Regions from separate parts of the Anser cygnoides genome. Here region 1 is linked to region 2. The links are chromatin contacts, called in public Hi-C maps. All regions are on one chromosome and are shown on one strand. Each heading gives the region's core, a stretch centred on a gene start, on an enhancer-like site or on the middle of the called end of the contact. The rest is flanking DNA. Distances are from core to core; before and after follow the strand shown. Region 1 overlaps HOMER2 (homer scaffold protein 2). Region 2 holds the start of HOMER2 (homer scaffold protein 2).

What was found. A called contact is a pair of places that touch in the nucleus more often than the background predicts.
Region 1: a Hi-C map of liver shows a contact between it and region 2, with 1.7 times the contacts expected there. The contact joins the enhancer-like site here to the promoter of HOMER2 in region 2. A contact is called at or near these places in 2 of 7 Hi-C or Micro-C datasets (both in liver).

Annotation. Positions count from the first base shown.
Region 1 is chr11:10,459,922-10,463,539 of Taihu_goose_T2T_genome, reverse strand. The region is part of intron 3 of HOMER2 (homer scaffold protein 2); the gene reads right to left. Among named protein-coding and RNA genes, the nearest start is that of HOMER2, 40 kb to the right of the region's middle. Within about 2 kb of position 1,614, at least 2 of the 3 cell types and tissues checked have open chromatin away from gene starts, as enhancers often do. A contact at or near this core is called in liver, where this site is marked.
Region 2 is chr11:10,420,307-10,424,347 of Taihu_goose_T2T_genome, reverse strand. It overlaps HOMER2 (homer scaffold protein 2), which reads right to left and starts at 2,169. Exons shown (of 9, transcript XM_067003895.1): 1 at 1,975-2,169. The coding sequence starts at 2,069.

The sequences.
Region 1 (3,618 bases), core at 365-2,864, 40 kb before region 2:
ACGATCCTGAGGCCGTCTGTGAGGGGGATGGCAGGACCACAGTATCTGATCACTGGCAGAAATCAGAAAGATGCCATCTCTCCAGTAACTGACTTGCTCTGCCCCAAATGCAAATAACTGGCAAGTAATTGGTATGAAAAAATTCATGTGTCAGTTGGCTTTGAGCTATCAAACTGTTGCAACAACAGAGAGTGCTTTTAAAATGGGAAATCCTAGTTTAAAAAGTGAAATAGTCTTCTATTTTGTAAATGAAAACTGTGGTCTCAAGAGGAAACAGCACATGTAAATATCCCAAATCAACTATAGAAATCATCACACTCCTTCTCCTTCTCTGCTCCCTTCACTTTGCCTTTCCTCCACCCTGTCCTCAGGCAGACAAAGCTCCCCAGAATTAGCAGAAGACAGACCAGAGTAGGAGAAACACCAGCCAAACACCACGTCAGTGGCCCATCATGGCTACTGATGCAACTCCCATTGCCCTAGGAAGCTGAGGCCAAGCCGCAGAATGGATTTGCGGCTCCCAACACTTGCAAAGCCCTTCAGTCCAAGGACATGGCAGCACAAGAGCGCTGTGTGATTATGAGTCTTGGCCAGGGAAATTTAGTGGGGACTCAAAGATGCTACTGTGCATTGCACGGATTATTTAAAAGCTGTTCAAATCTGCAGCCAGCCTGTCACCTGGAGAAATATATATATAGCGAGAGACCTTCTTAGCATTTTATACGTTAAGAAGCATTATTTATGTGCATGTAAATTTTAAGCTCCTGATCTGGCATTTATGTCTCCTCCTGACAAATTGTGGTGGTGTCGGACACGTGGAGCAGCTGCTCCCGCCCGCAGCAGTCCCATACATATCTCAGTGCCAGGCAGACCAGCAGGGGACGAGAGCATTTGCTGCAGAAAGCGGCCGGGAGCTTGCTGCAGCGCAGCAAGGGCACTGCTAGCACGGTCGGGCTGGGGGTGAGGGTGGGCTGCCTGCGCCCTGCTGGGCAAATACCGCATGCCGCACGTGTAAAACACGCATGCATCAATCAAAATTTAAGGTCTGGTGCTTCCCAGAAGCCGTCTGCTGTTACTTTATGATGTGCAAAGTCTGAGTTTGCTGGGCTTCTCACCTGTATAAATCTCTGTCCCCATGCCCTTGGCCACCTCCAGCTCCTCAGATTATCATGTCTGTGCCAAAGCACCTTGACTGATAGCAGAAATTTTGCTTAACAGCTTGGTGTGCAAAACACATCACTACTTTTACAGCATCAGCCCTGCCTCTTCATCACGGCCAGCTGCACCATTAATTCTGTTTTGATTCCTGCTTCAATTTTCATGTAGCAACATTTGAGTAATGTCCTGAGACCTTTTTGAGGCATGGGGCAGGAAGGGGGAAAGGAGCAGTGGGTGCTGGAGGGAGGGAAAAGGACCCCGAGCAGGACATTAACTATAAACACTGGGACTCTCCCGGTCAATGTGAATGGCAATTAGGTTACTAGGTCACTGAAAGCAGTTTTCATTAATGGCTCATGTTTAATTTGAACTGCTTGTCCCTATAGGTATGGATTAATGCTTAAGTGTCTCCAGGGAGGCAAGGCATTAGAAAGAGGCATTATCTTTTATTAGGCCAGCCAATATGCTTGAAAGTGCAGAAGTTTTTAGGCATGCTAACCTCTTCTCATGTCTCATTATTATTCATTGTTTTCAGCAGATATTCTTCAGTTTTATTTACTTATTTATTTATTTTAAGCCAGGCTATTGATCTCTGGTTTAGAGGAGCTTTAGCATGTCCTCCTAACTCCTGGCTAAAAGCTTCAGTTATTTCCAGTAAAGCTGGCAAGCTTTTATTTGTATCTTTTATGAGTGTAATGACATCAGAATAAAATGAAACTTGATTTTACTATTCCCAATACACTTATACTTCTCTAATCTCTTCACCGTCTCTGATCTTTTGTACTAATGGTTTAATAATTAAACTGAGGAGCACGATGATAAGGGATATCTTTGTCCCATTGCTTTGCATGGCAGTAATAAGACAGATTTTCTAACATTTTCCAGACAGACAGCCGTCAGATTTTTTTTTTTTAATAGATCATTTTAAGCCATTTTCAGAAGTGCCCCTTAAGCCATCTCTCTTCAATATTCTGGCCAGAAACAGTCTTTCTGCTGGTTTTGAAAGCTTTTCCTGCAAGTAGAAGGCTGTAGTATTGGCAACAGGCCCTTCAGCAGGTCACACCGTGCAAATAGATGTGCAAATGGATCCGGAGGGGAGCACAGCTGCTCCTGAGGCCCCTGTGCCCACACAGTACTTTTATCAGATCCGTTCCTGTCTGCCCACATCGTAGCGGCCAGCATTGTGGCTGGTATTTCTAATACCAGCATTAAACTTATTCTAGGTGTGTGTTTGGACAGTGCTGGAGAATATGGCAAAATCTCTCATTAGGGTGCAAGGACCTCCAAAGGTGCTAATTCTTTCATTTGGTGTCCAAATGTGGCATTGTGTCATGCTTATCTGTTACTCAAAACCAACTATTGCCCTATGTCTACTTTAACCCTCCCATATTCCCATACTGCTTATTTAGCTATTATAAATGTCTTTTTGTCATGGGAATGGAGAATATCCACAGGTGAACTGAGCACTCCTCTACATTTGATTAAGTCTAAGAATCATAAAACATAACTGTCACCAACATCTCCTTTTTTAGAAAGTTCTGCATGTGATTGATAGACTGGCCTTAGCAACCCAGGATAGCAGATTATTGCCATGCCACCTTTATGGACGTCTCAAGTCCAAAAATAAAATAACATGTAAAGTAAACTATGCTTTGCATTTAAGAAACGCTTGAAAAAAAAATCCAGTTATTTGGAAATTGCAAGAACTTGGTAAGATACTTTTAGAATAATAAAATCCTGTAGCAATTCAATTGATTAAAAGTCTTCCTTGAATTGCAGTGGCCTGCCTCTGCTATTTGAGACACTACAAGAAACTTCTTGTTCTCAGGCTTCCTTTTGAATCAAAGCATGCAAGAGGACAGCAGCATGAGAGACTGCGTGCCATGCCCAAGGACACAATGTTTAGTTAACTGTTAAAACCTGGTGCCAAGTAGCCATGCTTCAAGTGTCAGCTATGTGCTAGATAAGTAATGCTTTTTTGTTGCATGAACAAAAAAACATCTCAGCCATTTGATGAGCACTTGGCAAGACCACTAATCTAATGACAGAGAGTGTATTTTGAACTGCTGGTTATTCATTACAAGAGGCAGCCCTACACTTTCCAAGCCTGCTGCTGCAGCCAGTCCCTGTCCCAGAGCAGCACTGCGTTAATACCAAGGTCAGGGTGCAGCTCCGGGGGTTGCAGCTCTGGGGGTTGCAGCCCTGGTCCCACACTTGAGACCAGCTCCCTGGTTGCTCATCCCCCAGCTCTGCCCACACCCACCATCCCCTGCCCAGCGCCAGGATCCAGAAGCTTTGGGCCAAAATCAATGGCTGAATGCCAGCAGTCCCAGGACAGGGGTGGTTCACTTTGCTTTTAGTGCCGCTCTCTGCAGAAATGAGCAAATAGGCCAGGGAGATGCCACAAAATACTTCAGAGTTGGATTGTTTCTGCAAACATCTGGAAACACAAATGCTTTC
Region 2 (4,041 bases), core at 920-3,419:
AACCTGCCTATATGACACCAGAGCGTGCCCAGGAAGCAAATCCTGCTGGAATTCCTGGGACAAAACCTGTTCCTTCAGATACAAAAGGCTGGGCACCGTGCTCCCATCGCAGAGTGCGTCACGGGGACAGGCGAGTACAAAGGTGCCCATTTCACAGAAGGCAAGGCTGAAGCACACCCAGGTAAAGGATTTGCCAGCGGAGGTGGAGCAGGGAGGACACAAGGGGTGGCTCCTGCGTCAGGTGTGCTGAGCCCCTGCTGCAGTAACCTGCATGGGCAGACTCTGAAGTTCTCTATATCGGAAAGGTGGATGGTGAGATAACGACGGAAGACACTTACAAAATGTATATCCAGCAAACACCTCGCCTGCACTCCATACAGAGCGTACGAGTGTGTACAACCCACGCTGAAACCCCGGGAATGAATGGTGTCAGGAGCTTGATCTTCCTCCCCAGCACTGGTGTCAGGCTGAAACGACTCAATCGAAGTCAAACACGTTACATCGGGGTATCGAACCGGACCGTGGAGCAGGGCAGCACAGACAGGGGTGCAGCCACAAGCACACCCGGGGCACTCCAGACCCCCGGGCCCCAGGGAAGCTCCGCGGGCAGAGCAGCACTGTGCTGAGCCAAGGGCCAGGGCATTGCTGCCACCTGCCCCGTGGCTCCCTCCACGCCACAGCAAAACTTCACAGCTGCACTCATCCACCAGCACAGAGCCGGATCAAACAACAACGACAAAACTATTTGTTTTTAGAGACACCCGGGTAAAAAGAATGGGGGTGAGTTCCCTTGGGCTGGATGTTTCTGTCCAGCCTGGGCTCAGCGGGGCCACGCTGCTCCAGCCAGGCGTTGGTGTTTCCTTCCACAACCCCAAGCTGTAACGCTACCTCTGCTATTTCCACTGGAACTTTACATAATGAAGAAAAGCCCCTCGTAATCCTGAAGTGAAACATCGGGAGACACTCTTCGGATCTTATTTCTCCCCTCTGCCCCTGCACTCCTATTCAGTGCTGCTGGGTATCCGATTCAGGCACATGCGTGGCATTTTAATTCATTATTTATCCACACCGTCTCAAATGGTAGCACTTTGACAATAATCAACGCATCTCGAGTGGGAGGCTGCACAGCTGGGAGCAGCATGAGGATGCCCAGAAAGCGGAGAACGGTTCCTTGCCACACGGGGGTGAGGAGAGGCAAGGAAAAGGTGTGAGGGACAGCAATAGGATAAAAATAAAGCAAATTAAACGTGTGGGTTTGGAATCCCCCAAGACATTCTGGTCGAGAGGATGGGTCTCTAACCCGCATGCAGGTCCAGCCGAGAGCACCACGTTAACCCCCCCTTCCCACCGTTCAGTTCACGGACTGCTCTAACGCCAGCGAGCGGCTTTTGCCCCCTATTAAACTTGGAGGCTGGGAACAAGGCACGGCTGATTTTCGGAAAGCTCAGGCTCGATTCTCCGGGAGGAAGAAAGGAGGGGTGCGTGTGCGGGGCAGCTCTCTGCCCACACCGCCGCGCGGCTCCCGCGGTCCGGGCAAGTTGGCGGCGGCCCCCCCCCGGCGGGGAGCCCCGGCAGAGCCCAGCACGACCCCAGCGCGCCCGCGGAGCCCCCCGGGGCCGGCAGCGCTGCCCCCGCCGGGCCCCCCCCGGCTCTGCCCGGGACCCCCCAGCTCCGCATGTGGCCACCAGCAGCGTGCCCGAGCTGAGGTTGTATTTTTTTTATTTTCATTTTATTTTTTTTAAATTTTTCCCCTCCGCTGCGCTCCCACCCCCGCCGGCGCGGCTCGGGTGGGCGCCCCCCGGCCGGGCGGTTAAGTGCTTAATGAATTAATTGCCTTAACGAACCGCCGCCTCCCGGCTCGGCAGCGGCCGGGGCGCACCTGCGGAGGGGCCGGGGCGGGGGGCGAGCACCCCCGCGTGGAGCCGGGGGGAGGGGGGCGGGACGCGGGGGGCGCTGGGGGCCCGGCGGACTCACCCCATGTCTCGGCACCTCTCGGCCGGGGCGGCGGCACCCCCGGGCGGCTCCCCGCGCTCGGCGGCCGGCGGCGGCCGCGTCCCCACTTCGCACATGCGGCCGCCCCGCTCCCGATCCCGCTCCCGGCTGGCTGCGGCTGCACGGCGGCGGCAGGCGGCGGCGAGGCGTCCTGCTCCTCCCGCTCCTCCTCCTCCTCCTCCTCCTCCTGCCGCCGCCTCCCTCCCCCCTTACATAACCTCCCTCCCGGGCGGCGGCGGCACCGAGCAACCTCCCGCCGCCCCCTCGCTGCTGCCCCCCGGGACACCCCCCTCTCTCCCGGCCCCGGGACCCCTCCAGCTCCCCGGCCCCGGGCATGGGCAGGCGGCGGCGGGGGGAGCGCATGAAGCGGGGGGAACCCCCGAGGGCTTCTCGGTGCCCACCCCCGTGGATAAGGGGACGGGGGTGGGGTGGGTTTGGGGTGGGGGTGACCGGCCGGGGGGGGCCGGGGTGGTGAGAAAAGTTTGGGGGAAGTGCCGGGGGGGGGGGGACCCGAGCACCGGCTGCGCTGTCCGGCTGCCGGGAGCCGCAGCTGCTGGGGGTGGGAATGGGGGGACACGCAGCTGGGGGTGGGGGGGGGCACCTTTGAGCTCTTTTCATCCCTTTCGCCAGGGAAGCGAAGAAAAAATCCCACTCCCCCCCTTTCCTGCCCCGCCGCCCCGTGTGATTTTTATGACGATAAATTGGGACGGTTCCTTCCCACCGAGGGCAAAATGGCATCACCGTGGGAGAGCCGTGTCCTGGCTGCCCCACCGCCGGGGTGACACTGCCGTGGCACTGTCACAGGACACGAATCATACAAAATCATACAAAAGCCACGGCCCTGCTCGTGCCGGTCCTCACCACGCAGACACCGCTGCTGGGGACAAGGCACCCCATCCACACATCAGGGAGGATTTTAACTTCTCCCACACAAAGATATAATTAATACCTTGCCATCAAGAGGGATTACTTTCATCTTCCTATTACCTCGCGTAGATTTATCCTTTCTTTCACAGAAAGTTTGGAAGCTGTGGGGCAGGCTTTACGTTTGCATGCTCTAACCTTGTGTGCAGTCACCGGGGTTATGCCCAGGATCAGCTGCGGATCCCATGGGGACCATCAGGGAAGGAAAACCTCACCAGCAACCTAACACCTTCCAGCTACGCACCATGGAGCTGCCTCGCTCTCTGACAGCCAACTGTTGGATGTCTCCTGATGCCTGGAGCACCAAAACGGAATTTCAATCCTATATGCTCAAATAAAGTCAATGCAGTAGGGAAAAAGAGCAGGGTGAATACGTTTACAAAGGGCTGTGAAGCGGCCCAGCTGTTTCCCCGGGCTGTGGGGTGGCACCTCTCCAGCATACCTGCGCTTTTTTCAAGTTGCAATGGGAAGGGGACCTCGATCCGTGCTTAATCCCTGCAGTCTGAAGACCTCACATGTCCTGCTCTGCCCGCTGAGTTTCCCCTGGATAGTAATGGGAGAAGTGATAATCCTTTCACGTTCATGATGGTCTGTAGCCTTGAATATTGCTTTGACAGAACCGCTTCCCTCTCCGTGGGGAAATGGTGAGGACTGGCTTTCTCTGAGGGGAGAATACAGCAGGCAGGCAATCTTGTAGAAAAAAACTCCCACCAGAAATCGTATGAGTTTGTCTCACTGGTTTGCACCATTTACTTCATTTCGTTAAATTCCATCTACCACGCATGAGAGAGAAGTTGTCTTAGTGCTCTCTGGCTTATTAGCTCATTTTGGTGAGCGTCAGAACGCTGTGTGTTATGAACCAGCACTGTGTGGGACTTAGAAATATCCGATGGAATTGGACCAAGATGGAGTAATGCACTTACTGCATGTTTCGTGATAAGATGGAAACTGGAAATTGGAATTGAAGCTTCTTAGCTTTTTCTAATGTTTTAGTCTTTTCCAATCTTGCACTGAAGTGCATTTTCATCCTCAGCTACAAAAAAAAAGGGTTAAGCTTATGGAAGCTTATCTGGCTGTGAAATGAACATGACATGATATTTTGTATATTGCTTTTGTTCTTAAGGT